2 separate regions of the Anser cygnoides genome follow, and region 2 is linked to region 1. A link is a contact called in public Hi-C data. All regions are on one chromosome and are shown on one strand. Each heading gives the region's core, a stretch centred on a gene start, on an enhancer-like site or on the middle of the called end of the contact. The rest is flanking DNA. Distances are from core to core; before and after follow the strand shown.

Region 1 (5,482 bases), core at 1,768-4,267:
CACTTCTATAATAGCAGTGTACAGTTCTTAGTGGGTGCTCTGTATCCCTTTGGTGTGTGGGCTCCCATCTGGAGCCAGTGGAAATTCTGTGTAAGGGTGAGTAAGTAGAGCTTGATGGCAGATTTTGCAAAGTGACATTTGGAGGAGAGAATTTTGGTTGAAAATATCTCGCTGTTTCTGTGATGAAAACCTGCTATTCAGGAAATCAATGTCTTGGGCTCTCCTGGGCTGCAAACCCTATTTTGAGTCCTTGGGGGTGCTTTTACCTTATCCAAAAGGCCTGAAGTAATCTACATCTGTAAATCAAATTGAAGTGAGCAATGAACTGTGTGTTTCAGTTTGAATGAATCAGCCCTGGAGAACCACCACCACTTGGAAAATGATGCTTTTTCGGACAAGTCTGAGAGAGACAACGTGGAAGAGTCGGAGAATGAAACGCATGAGAACAGCCGGAAGACAAATGAAAGCGAAAGCGATCAGTCAGAAATCCATGGAGAGGTTTCTCCAGGAAGGAAAGGGACGACTTATGTTGAACAGATCTATGAGGAATTTGGGGAGGTAATGGGAAAAAAGCAAAAACACATAAAAACATTTTAATCACTGCCTGTTCCTGTTGAAATGTCTCTGTTCATAGTATTTGTCATCCAGCCTTTTAGATGCATGGCAGCTAAGAATCAGCTTTGTGGGTTCCAGTGTTTTACAGACAGACAGAGCAATGTACAGCTTTCTGCTAAATTATGTTGAATTATCATGTGTTCTAATAATTATGCATTATGAACAGCAGCTCTGCTACTTTGCTTTGGCATGTGTCCAGCATCAGCGATTGCTTTAACCAGTTATTGCAGTAAAGAGCCGCATAGCATTGGCACAGGGCTTTGTGGAGCCAGCAGGAGGGGGAATTATTATTCTGGGCATGTGTCCTGGTCAATTAAGATGCTCAGTCCTTGCATGATACAAAATATGATCCTTTCCTTTTTTCATTATGCATGGAACATCCTTTCTGTGTGTCCTAATGGAGCATTTGAGCCACTTGATTCCTTAAGGGCCATTTCTTGTAGAAAAGCTATTTCTCATGTCACTTAACAGCAGAAGGATGCATTTCTGTTCCGTGTAAGAGCCTTTGTTAGCTGGATGTCACTGTGACACCTCTGAATAAGGCAGCTGCAGAGCAACTGGGGGCACCCACTGTTGGGTGAGAGTCAGTCCGGGTAAGCAGCAGAGAAGCGCTGTACTCCTGCACCGGGAGGGCTCAGAACACTCCCTTGCTTATTGCTTTCAAAGAGGAAGCTGAAGTCTTGTTGATGCTTCAAAGAAAATCACTTTGCTGGAAAGATGTTTCTTAACTGCATGCGTTTGCTGGGATTTCAGATGTCAGGGTGAGGTGCAAGGCCCTGCTGTAAAAATTGTGCTTAGAAACAGAACTGTTGTCTACAGGCATCCAAAAAAATGAAAAAAAAATCCTTTTGTACATCTCTGCCCTCAAATCCCACCCAGACACATAGCAAATGGTGACTGGGTTCAAACAGGGAACTTTGAATACAGTGGAGGAACCAAACAACATTTGGCAACACCAAAACAAAGGCAAGCCTAATTTCTCTCAGCTCTTTATTCTGAAATGACCTTTTGCCACTTGAAAACTTGTCCTAGAAAGAGTAGTAGAGCAGATGGATACTTTGGTGTTCAATCAAACCTAAAAGGCAGCAGTGGTGTCTGTGTGAATGAAAGAAGACTCTGCAGTTTTCCATAAAAATAAAAACAGTGCAGTACAAATCAAAAAGGAAGGACTACATTTCCACAGAAGAGAGTGATACTGGATAATGTAAAATAAAGCTAGGGTGTTTGTTCAGGCGGAGTAACTCCAGTGAGCTTTCAAAAGGAGTTCCCGTGCAGCCTTGACCATTAGGGGTTTTACTAGATTTCTGTTGTTTGCTACAAGGTGGGACTGTTGTCCCCTGAGACATACAGATGAGATTGGCTGTTAATTCTTATTCCAATGGTAACAGTAACATAAAGAAAAGTAAATTGTAGACAGTGATGTAGTTTGCTATAAGCTGCGGGCTCAGATGGATCAAGGTAAACACATGCCAGTTAATAACATTAACTGGCTTCTTAAACTGAAATTGCCTCTGTCCCTCTGTATACAGTTCAGATTTGCAGATCACAGATGCAAACCATCACTGTTAAATTTGCTTTGAAAGCACATTTGAAATGTGTGCGCATACGTATGTGCATCTGTATGCATTAAAAAGGCATGTGCTTGTGCATCTGTGTGGATGCCTTGCCCTGTTTGCAGTAGGAACATGGAGGCAGAGGCAGGTGTCAGAAGGACTTTGATACTGCAAAACTGAGCCTAGAATGTAAAAAAGACACCTCCTCAGTAGGTAAACTGGTAACAAAAGTGACGAAACTTATTTTAAATATATTTTAGTTATACCTAGCTTAAAAAAGGAGTATTGAGGGTGAGGTATTTGATGGGAATGCAAACAGAAACGACCTGAAATTACTCTCACACCCCTGCCTGTCCTTTTTCATCCCTCTTCATCCATCCCTTGTGCAGTTACTCATTCTGAGTAACACCTTTTACAGCAATTTCAACATGGCATTAATTTATATTGCCAGTACATGCACACTTGAAACATATTGTAACCCCTAGAGGACGCTGTGGTATTACATTCTTAAAATGATTTCCACTTCTTGGAGATTCGAGCTGTGTATTGCATCAGACTGTCACAAGAATGGTACAGGGAAAAGCAATGAAATGAAAAGAGCTGTGGTGTTCCTCAGTCTGAAATTCTCCCCAGCCTACAAGCCTACAGGCCTACTCACAAGTTGTGCATGATGAGTAAAAGGGCTGATTAGGACCCAAAAAGGTGGTGCTGAGGATGCTCAGGTGGTGAAAATGAGTGTTTAGTGATATATACCATCTGCAAAGCCTGTTGGGGTATGCTACGTGTCCTCTCCTGAACCAGAATGCATTCCAGAAATGGAGCTGAATGGAACTGTGCCCTTCTTCTGATAAAAATCTCTTGCCTAAAACCAATAGGAAGCCTAATTATAAGTATTCTCTTTCATTGTTAAATTCTGATGCCTACAATGGGTGTTAGACAAAAGTCTAGAAAACCAACATCTACATTAAAACAACATTCATGTTTCAAAATTTCATTTTCTTTCTCCAGTGGATTGGAAGGGCCCATTCCACCATATTATACCTCATGTATTTCCATTGAACATGGAGGAGCTACACAGTTACAGATGAAACCACAATGTATTGCCTGGATATTTTTTTTTTTTTTTTTTACTGTTACTGTGCTTCTGCTGCAAAGGGCGCTACACAGCACTGGGGGAGCTGTAGTCTGTGCACACAATCTGGCAGTGGGCCCTTTGCAGTGCCTTAACTATCAGTTTGTCCTGTTTTGAACTTGAAGGACTGCTTCAGTTCTTTGTTGATTACTCATTTATCTCCTAATATTTTCTATGTGTGTACTAGTAAATCTTACAGTCTCTCACTTGCTGAGGATGGGCCTGAGAGGAGTTTCTTGTATGCTTCTTGTATTTCCGGTTGTAGACAGGTGAATCGTCTCAAACAGAAACCGTCTCTGAGGAGAACAAGAGCCTGATGTGGATCCTGCTGAAGCAGCTGCGACCCGGCATGGACCTGTCACGGGTGGTGCTGCCCACCTTCATCCTGGAACCACGCTCATTCCTGAACAAGCTCTCTGATTACTACTATCATGCCGACCTGCTCTCCCAGTAAGCAGCATACAGAGCATGCCTAACATGGGCACGTCTCTTACTAGTGTGAAAAAGTGTTAAAGCATGACCCTGGTGCTGGCTGAGGTGTGCTCAAAAGGCTCCCAAATAACACTCAGGTCACTGGGATTCAATGTAAATCAATCCAGGCTCCAGCTGCAGGGACCTTTTCAGATGAACTGCTGCCCCTGAAGGGCAAGGAAGCAGGGAAAACAATTAAGCTCCAGACAAAGCTGCCTTTGCACACACATGTCCTTTCCAGCACAGGCTGGAACTGATGGGGATTTGGCTCATTCCTTTGAGCAGCTCAGAACAGAGTTGTGCCACCTTCTGGTGTAGTTATGTACAAAGGAGTATAGGACAGAGAACAAACAGTGGAATCAGCAAGCTCTTCTGTCCCAAAAGCAGCATAATTATTTTGGATGATTATTTAAAAACACCTTTTAACACAGTTGAGCGGAGAGACCTGCAGGGAGCACAACAGTAGAAAATAGAAAATGTTCTGCTTGCAAATAGGACCATCTTTCTCAATGAGATATGTTTGGTGTATTTTAAAACCAGTGTGTGCATTATTCAAATATCAGCACTAGTTACTCAAGTTTATTCTGCTGCCTCTGGATAATTTTAGAGTCGTGGTATTTTCAAGTTTAGTTTGTGGTATGTTTGAAATCTGAAGTTAAAGAAATGGTTCTCCTCAGTGCTGAGATGTGAAAAAAGCTTTAAGGGATTTGAAGTTCTTCTTTAATAAGCCTCTTTGTGATGTGGTTGCTCCTTTTAAATGGATTTTGCAAGAACTTAAGCAAGTGGATTTTCAAATCTGACTAAATGGTTGGAAATGCCAGGAACTCTATGTTTACTTCCCACATCATCTTTGAGCGGAGGAAGGTTGGATGAGACAGCCCTGAGAAGCCCCTTCCAACCTAAATTATTCTATGAAATCTCAAAGGACTGAAAAAGGCCATGCAGCACGGCAGCTTTAAGCATCTTTTAAGGAAGGTGAAAACAAAGAAAAGGAAAGAAAAATAGAATTGTTTTTGATTTTGGTGGGATTAATGTTATTTTTACTACTTACACTGTACTATTAGCAGTAACTAGTGTCAGTCCCACATTAACATACTTGGAGGTATATCCAATCAAACCTTATGCACTCCAGAGACTTTATTAGGCTTTTTGCAGGAATTAGGTCACTTTTTAAGCATTTATGTGTGTGTTTTACAATGTACATTACTAAAAAACAGTCACTGCTGGCAGACAGCTTTTTCACTGGCAGCAGTACAGAAATTACATCCCTTTAGTACTGGGGAAGTACTGTTAAAATTAAGATCATTGTACTGGTATAAAATGAATATGATGTGTAAACAGTATAAAGAGCATGTGAGAAAACATTTTATGTTCTGTTCTGCAGGGCTGTTCTTGAAGATGATCCATACAGTCGAATTAAGCAGGTTTTGAGGTGGTATCTGTCCGGCTTCTACAAGAAGCCAAAGGTGAGAGAATGCTTGTGGTTGGGGTTCTAATGGACATTGGAAACTTCTGCTGTGGTTGTGTATTTCTTTACTGCCTTTCCTTTAACAGTTTACCTCTTCTGTTGTTCAGAATATTGTGACAATTATTTTCAAAACCGAAGTTGTATTTGGTTTGGGAGTGAATATCGGGTGCCAAATAGTGTTGGTTAACCTAAGAGCTTTTGCACTGGACATTTAGAAGACAAAAGTTGTTATCAATAATTATT
Region 2 (5,482 bases), core at 1,499-3,998, 71 kb after region 1:
GCAAAATCTTCAAATTTTTTTTAATACTTTCTGGATCAATGCACTGGTAGAAAAATCTGTAAATTGATCAGTGTGGTCTTGTTGCCAGTGCTCTTTACAACATTAAACTAAGGAGTGCCTAACTACATTTAAGATGTTGTATTCGACCTTTTTAGCCTAACGGTTGTATTTGCTGTCTGCTGTTCCAGGAAACCACTGATGCATCTTAGATGTGCAAATAAGGAAATCTCTGCCACACAAAATACATAACTTCAGCTTCTTTTTCTACATTCTAAGCTACACTTAAACTCTATAAAGCGGTGGTAGTTTTGGACCAACTTTAGTTCTCTGATTATGCAATTTCTACAACGTGTAAAGGTATTTTTACTCGGTGCTTTCACAGGGTGATTCCTATACAAGACACTGTACCACATGCATAGTACTTAAGATCTCCTGAGACAGAACAAATTAATTAAGAAGCACATCAGCTATTTAGTACCCAAGCCTCCACTTAACAATGATCAAAGTTCTTCCTCAGCCTCCAGAAAAAGTCGTTGACTAAGTCTTATCTCTCAAATTAGGTTGTGAATGTCTGGCATTTCACTAAGTGAAAGCAGTTTCCATTAATACCCACCCAAGGGCAGAAGACACAGACATTTTAATACCAGTTACAGATCTCAGCCTAAGCTTTCTCTCTAGAAGCAGGAGTGCCTAGTACGTCTGTTCAGCAGCTCTGCCATAATCCCTTCTCTCAGTTTTGGTTTGCCAAACTCTCTTGAATGCTAGGCTGGGTGTTTAAATCAAGCCAGGGTGATTCAGCAGATATCTTCTTGCAGCTCTGCAGGACAGGAGCACCTGACGGCAAGATGACTCTACAGACTGTGCCTCAGCTATAATCCTAAAGTCTAGCATCATGCTACAACAGTCAGCAAAAATCCGTCATTGATTATGGGAGATAAATGCCTTTGGAGAGGGACACTAAATCCAAGGACGTAAGGTAGCTGAAATATATGTTTATTTCAACATACATCAACGGACAAATGGGAAATAGTTCCAGCACTCTGGCCTGTTTGGAGGCTTTAATAATTAATCTAGAAGTCAAATCTATTTTTACAAGGCCATCCTAATTTTAATTTAATTCAGGATTTGTAGAACTTATGAGGATAATGACATTAACAAGTTAGCCACTACTGCATAGGCACAAACTCTACAGAAGATGCAGTACAGGGCTGCAATGCAAATAGGGCTGCAATGTATTCCTGCAATAGTAGGAAGGAGCAGCTAGATCACATACTCAAGCAAAACCTCCTACACCTTTGTAGGAGACAATATATTACTCCAAACTTATTTTGGAAGAAAAGATTTTTGTTTAAAAAAAAGTTAAAATAACTTTTAACAAAATGGAGATTGACAGAAAAAGCTTAAAAGAATACTTGTCAGCTATGAATCAGCAAGAACAAAAGCATAAACATTTTCAGATAAATCCTTGTTTTGCAGTGTATGTTCTTCTTTGGAAAAGGGAGAATTAACGTAGCCACTACTGTGCGTAAAGTTCCAAAAAAAGAATTCATGGAAGCATGGGGAGGGCATTAATCTGCTGATGTTAGGAAAAGGAGTGGTTTGGAGAAACAGGGAAAGGGAAGTGTAAGCAAACAGAAAAGCTGAAAATCCTTCCACTGAGCATATCCTCTGGCTCACCAGATCTGTTTATTTGTGCAGTGGGCTCTAAAACATTTCTGCAGTTCTTTAGCTACTTGAATGTAATTCAAAATTATCTTATTCCTTAGTTTCAACATTGGTACCTATTTAAGTAATGATGCATTAATTATTCCCGTCATTATTAACTGAATTAAACCAACATTAAAGTTTTGCTTAGTTAGTCAGTCTCGTAATTTCCTTTTAACTTTACTTGTGAAAGGATTGTGATGTAAACCCTAGTAGTTAATTACTGAAATCCAAGACTAAACAGACCAGCAGAAAAGCATTTATAAAACAAGGGAATCCAGTGACTCCACAGAGGGTTAGGGTTCTTCCTACTGAGTGAAAGGTTACTCTTACATACTCTTGAGTGGTTTCAAATGCTTAAGTCACCCTGTTCCCTGTACCACACAACATCTTTTGCTTACAAACTGCTAGAAGTCAAGCCAGATTGTTAGATTTTTTGTCAGAAGGAATTACATTGAAAATGTACGTGGATTACATGAAAGCGTTGGAAGGGCTAACGCTTGCATTCCAAAAAGGAACTTGATTCGAAACACCAGAAAATACCTTTTTTTGATTAGGCAGCACTCGGCACTTCGATTTACCCCTCAGATTTGAAAGCCGCTGCCCTACAGAGGCTGGTAACACGCCGCTCCCGTACAGCCCAGCCAAAACGCGCCTCCCCAGCGCGTGTGCGTGCCGGGGCAGCGAGCCCTGCAGCGCAAGCAGGAGCCAGGCGCTGCCGGGGGAGCGAGGTGAGGCAGCGCCACGTTTTCGGTTAATCGCGGCACCGGCAGGGCCCGCGGCCGGGTTATCTGAATTCTGCCAGGGAAGATGAGGCGCCCGGGCTCGTTGCCGCCGCCATTTTGAGCCCCCCTCGCCCCGCGCGGTCGCTGCCGCTTTAAGGCCGCAGGCACGACCCCCCCCCTTCGACCCCCCCCCCTTCACCCCCCCCTCCATCACGCGCTCGCCCCCCTCCCCTCCCCGACCCGCGCTCGCCCCCTGATTGGCCGCTCGCCGCGCCGCCGGATAGTCAACATGTCCCGCGTGCGGCGCCGCGGCCGCGGCGGCGCTGGGGCCAATCGGCGGTGCTTTTACTGAGGGAGGCGCCCGCGCTCAGGGCCAACGGGAGGCGGTTTTGTTGGCGGTCGGCGCAGCCCGAGCGAGCCTGCGAGGAGCCTGGCGGCTGGTGCTGCCTCTGAGGGCGGGAGGGACGCCGAGAGGGGTCGCGGGCAGGTGAGGGCGCGGCGGGGCCGCCGCCATCGGCTCCCGGCCCTCAGGAGGCCGCCGGCCAGTGGCCGGGCTCGCCGGGGACGGGGCTCGCGTGCGGCGGCTGTTAGGGCCTGAGGTGGGGCGGGGTGGGGCTGGGCCTGGCCGGCGGCGGCGGGGCTGCCTGCGGGGAGGGGCCCGGCACCATCTTAATGCTGCCGCGGGGACGTGGTGCTGAGCGAGCGGGGGGCGCTGCGGGGAGCTCGACCTCCCCCCGGCCTCTTGCGGGAACGGGGGGGGGGGGGGATGAGGAGGGAGGGTTGGGGGGTGGGGAGCGCTTCTGCCTCGCCTCGAGTCAAACCCGTCGCTGCTGAGGTCAGGCGTGGTGCTTTCGTTTGACCTCATCCAGGATCTTCCGTTCGCTTAGCGTGCTCTGTGCTTTTTTGGGGCTCTCTTTTCGTTTCGAGGCTCCCGCCCTCCAAGTGAGGGCCTCTTTAAAATTTTCTGCTGTTGCATCGGTTGTCTGCCGCACATAATAGCACATTCTCCGTGGGATTTGTTTGGTTTGTTTCTTTAACACCCCTCTACAGGTAGAGAGGCAAGTATGTAAATTCTGGAGGTGAAACCAGAACCACTAGGCAGATTTTTGTATAGTCGTCTTAAAAATTATTTGCAAAGTCATTTTTATGAAGTCAAAATAGTGTGCCCTCAGTACAGCTTTCAAGGTGAGCATAAGTGCTGCTGATGTTCAGGGCTTGTGGAGCAGGTTAATGAGTTTCTTCCTCTTGACTGTTTTTTTCATTATTACTTCTAATTTTGCTTACAGAAAGTGTCAGAGACTATTATGTTTGTGGCTTCCCACAGAGTTGCATCCCAGCAGGTCTAAATGGAAGTTGTAACTTTCCCTTCTGATTTGTTGTAGTTACAAAAGCAGTAACAGTTGTGGGTAGAAGTCTTCCTGTGAATTCACAAGTCCGGTAGTTTCTTGTTTTATATTCTAGCTGCGTAAGTTTAGAAGGCTTTTAGAACAAGAAGTAGGCTTTTTTTAGCAGAGAAAAATTATTCTGTGTATGTTTTTGTTTGTGAGTATTCCTTGCCATTAAAGAAACAGGCTTTTGCTTTAAAGCTGCATCTTTCTGGATATTTCTTGTCCTTATAATAAACGTTTGCTATTGTAGACTGTTGGAAGTGTGCACTGAGTCTAGTTTCCTGCTTTTTTAGGTGCCTAGTGCCATGTGACATTCGTTCTAGACAAACTGCAGCAGACTGATTTATGGGACAGATCGTTGATGTAGTCCCCTCCTTCCCATAAGTTTCTTGTCTGTATTAGTTATGTGAAAAGGGTGAACTGTCCAGAAGATGTAAGACATGAATTTGGCTTCTTATTGGTGGTGGTAGTGATGATAATATCCTACAATGCTCTTTTCTTGAGTTCTGGTAGCTTTTTTTTTTGTCTTTGTTGTCTACAAACTTTGTTGTCTACAAGCTTTTTTGCTTGGAAGATAACTAAGGCAATAAATAGTAAAGCTCAGTGCTTTGCTTCTGTACTTTTCCCGTTACTTGTGCACTTAACTTTCTGTCTAAAATCACCTTGCTTTCTCCTCGCCTCTCTCCACCAGCTTTCATGGAACAGTCCTGTTAGTAATCTGCAACATTTAAGCCATTAGAAGGGAGTTGTAATGCCACTGGGAATCACAAGCTTTTTTTTATTTTTGGAAAAGCTTCTTTTACTTTATTGTTCAGTTTATTTCTTTTCATTTTTCAGTTACCAAAGGAACAACTTTGAAGAGGCAGACCAGACTGAAAGTATGTATTTGCACAGGGGAATGATGTCTTATCAATTTTATTACATGTTATTTAGGTAAATGGCCCTTGTCAGAACATGCCTAATTGACGTCTGTTCCAGTGGAGCTTAAGTCAGCTGCTACTTAAAAATTATGCAAGTTATGGGAGCTTTACTTCGTGCTTCCCAAACAGGAATAAGAATCCTGTCTTCAGCATCAGGGCTGAGAAATAGTTAGTTCCCTGCAGGAAACAGAGCACAAACAATGGAGCAGAAGATTTGTACATGGAGTAGATTTTTCCCATTGGCTCCTTCCCTGGGCCAGTGTTGGAAGGGACAAGACTTTGAGGCTAATTTTTAAGTAACGCGAGTCTGCATTTTTAGTTGCTTACTCTTGCTTCCTCTAATAGTGACGAGGATCATGTAACGTGTTGGCTGAACTCTGATATTAGGTCAATTTGCTCTCTTACCTTCCTAATCATCTTTTTTTTCCCCTGCTTTTTGTATGCAGTGGAAGGAAAGGCTAGTGTCTGCTCTTTTATTTCTTCAGCTATAAGATAGCAAAATTCTCTCCTTTTGCTCCACGGCATGGTTGCTCGCATTGCTACTTTCTCTTTTTATGCTTAGGGCAAAAAAAAAAAAAGTGGGTTGCTGACACAGACATGGTCAAAAGAGCTTGCTTTCTTGTTTGTTCCTGGTCTATGGTGAGCTCACATGTTGTTTTTTTGTTGGCTTTTTTTGCTTTTTTTTGATAGATTGTAGGCAACTATATTTCCTGTGGAATAATCTAACATGTACTCCTAGCTTTCC

Evidence for each region. Hi-C and Micro-C count contacts between places; a contact is called where the count stands out from the background.
Region 2: a contact with region 1 is called in a Hi-C map of liver, with 3 times the contacts expected there. The contact joins the promoter of NAP1L4 here to the enhancer-like site in region 1. A contact is called at or near these places in 5 of 7 Hi-C or Micro-C datasets (fetal liver, granulosa cells and liver).

Annotation. Positions count from the first base shown.
Region 1 is chr5:37,526,639-37,532,120 of Taihu_goose_T2T_genome, forward strand. It overlaps OSBPL5 (oxysterol binding protein like 5), which reads left to right. Exons shown (of 22, transcript XM_066998916.1): 9 at 339-558; 10 at 3,566-3,750; 11 at 5,156-5,237. Among named protein-coding and RNA genes, the nearest start is that of CARS1, 32 kb to the right of the region's middle. Within about 2 kb of position 3,018, at least 1 of the 3 cell types and tissues checked has open chromatin away from gene starts, as enhancers often do. A contact at or near this core is called in liver, where this site is marked.
Region 2 is chr5:37,597,942-37,603,423 of Taihu_goose_T2T_genome, forward strand. NAP1L4 (nucleosome assembly protein 1 like 4) reads left to right here and starts at 2,749. Exons shown (of 15, transcript XM_048066689.2): 1 at 2,749-2,916. It overlaps LOC106042606 (a long non-coding RNA gene), which reads right to left and starts at 2,613. Exons shown (of 2, transcript XR_001211229.3): 1 at 2,248-2,613.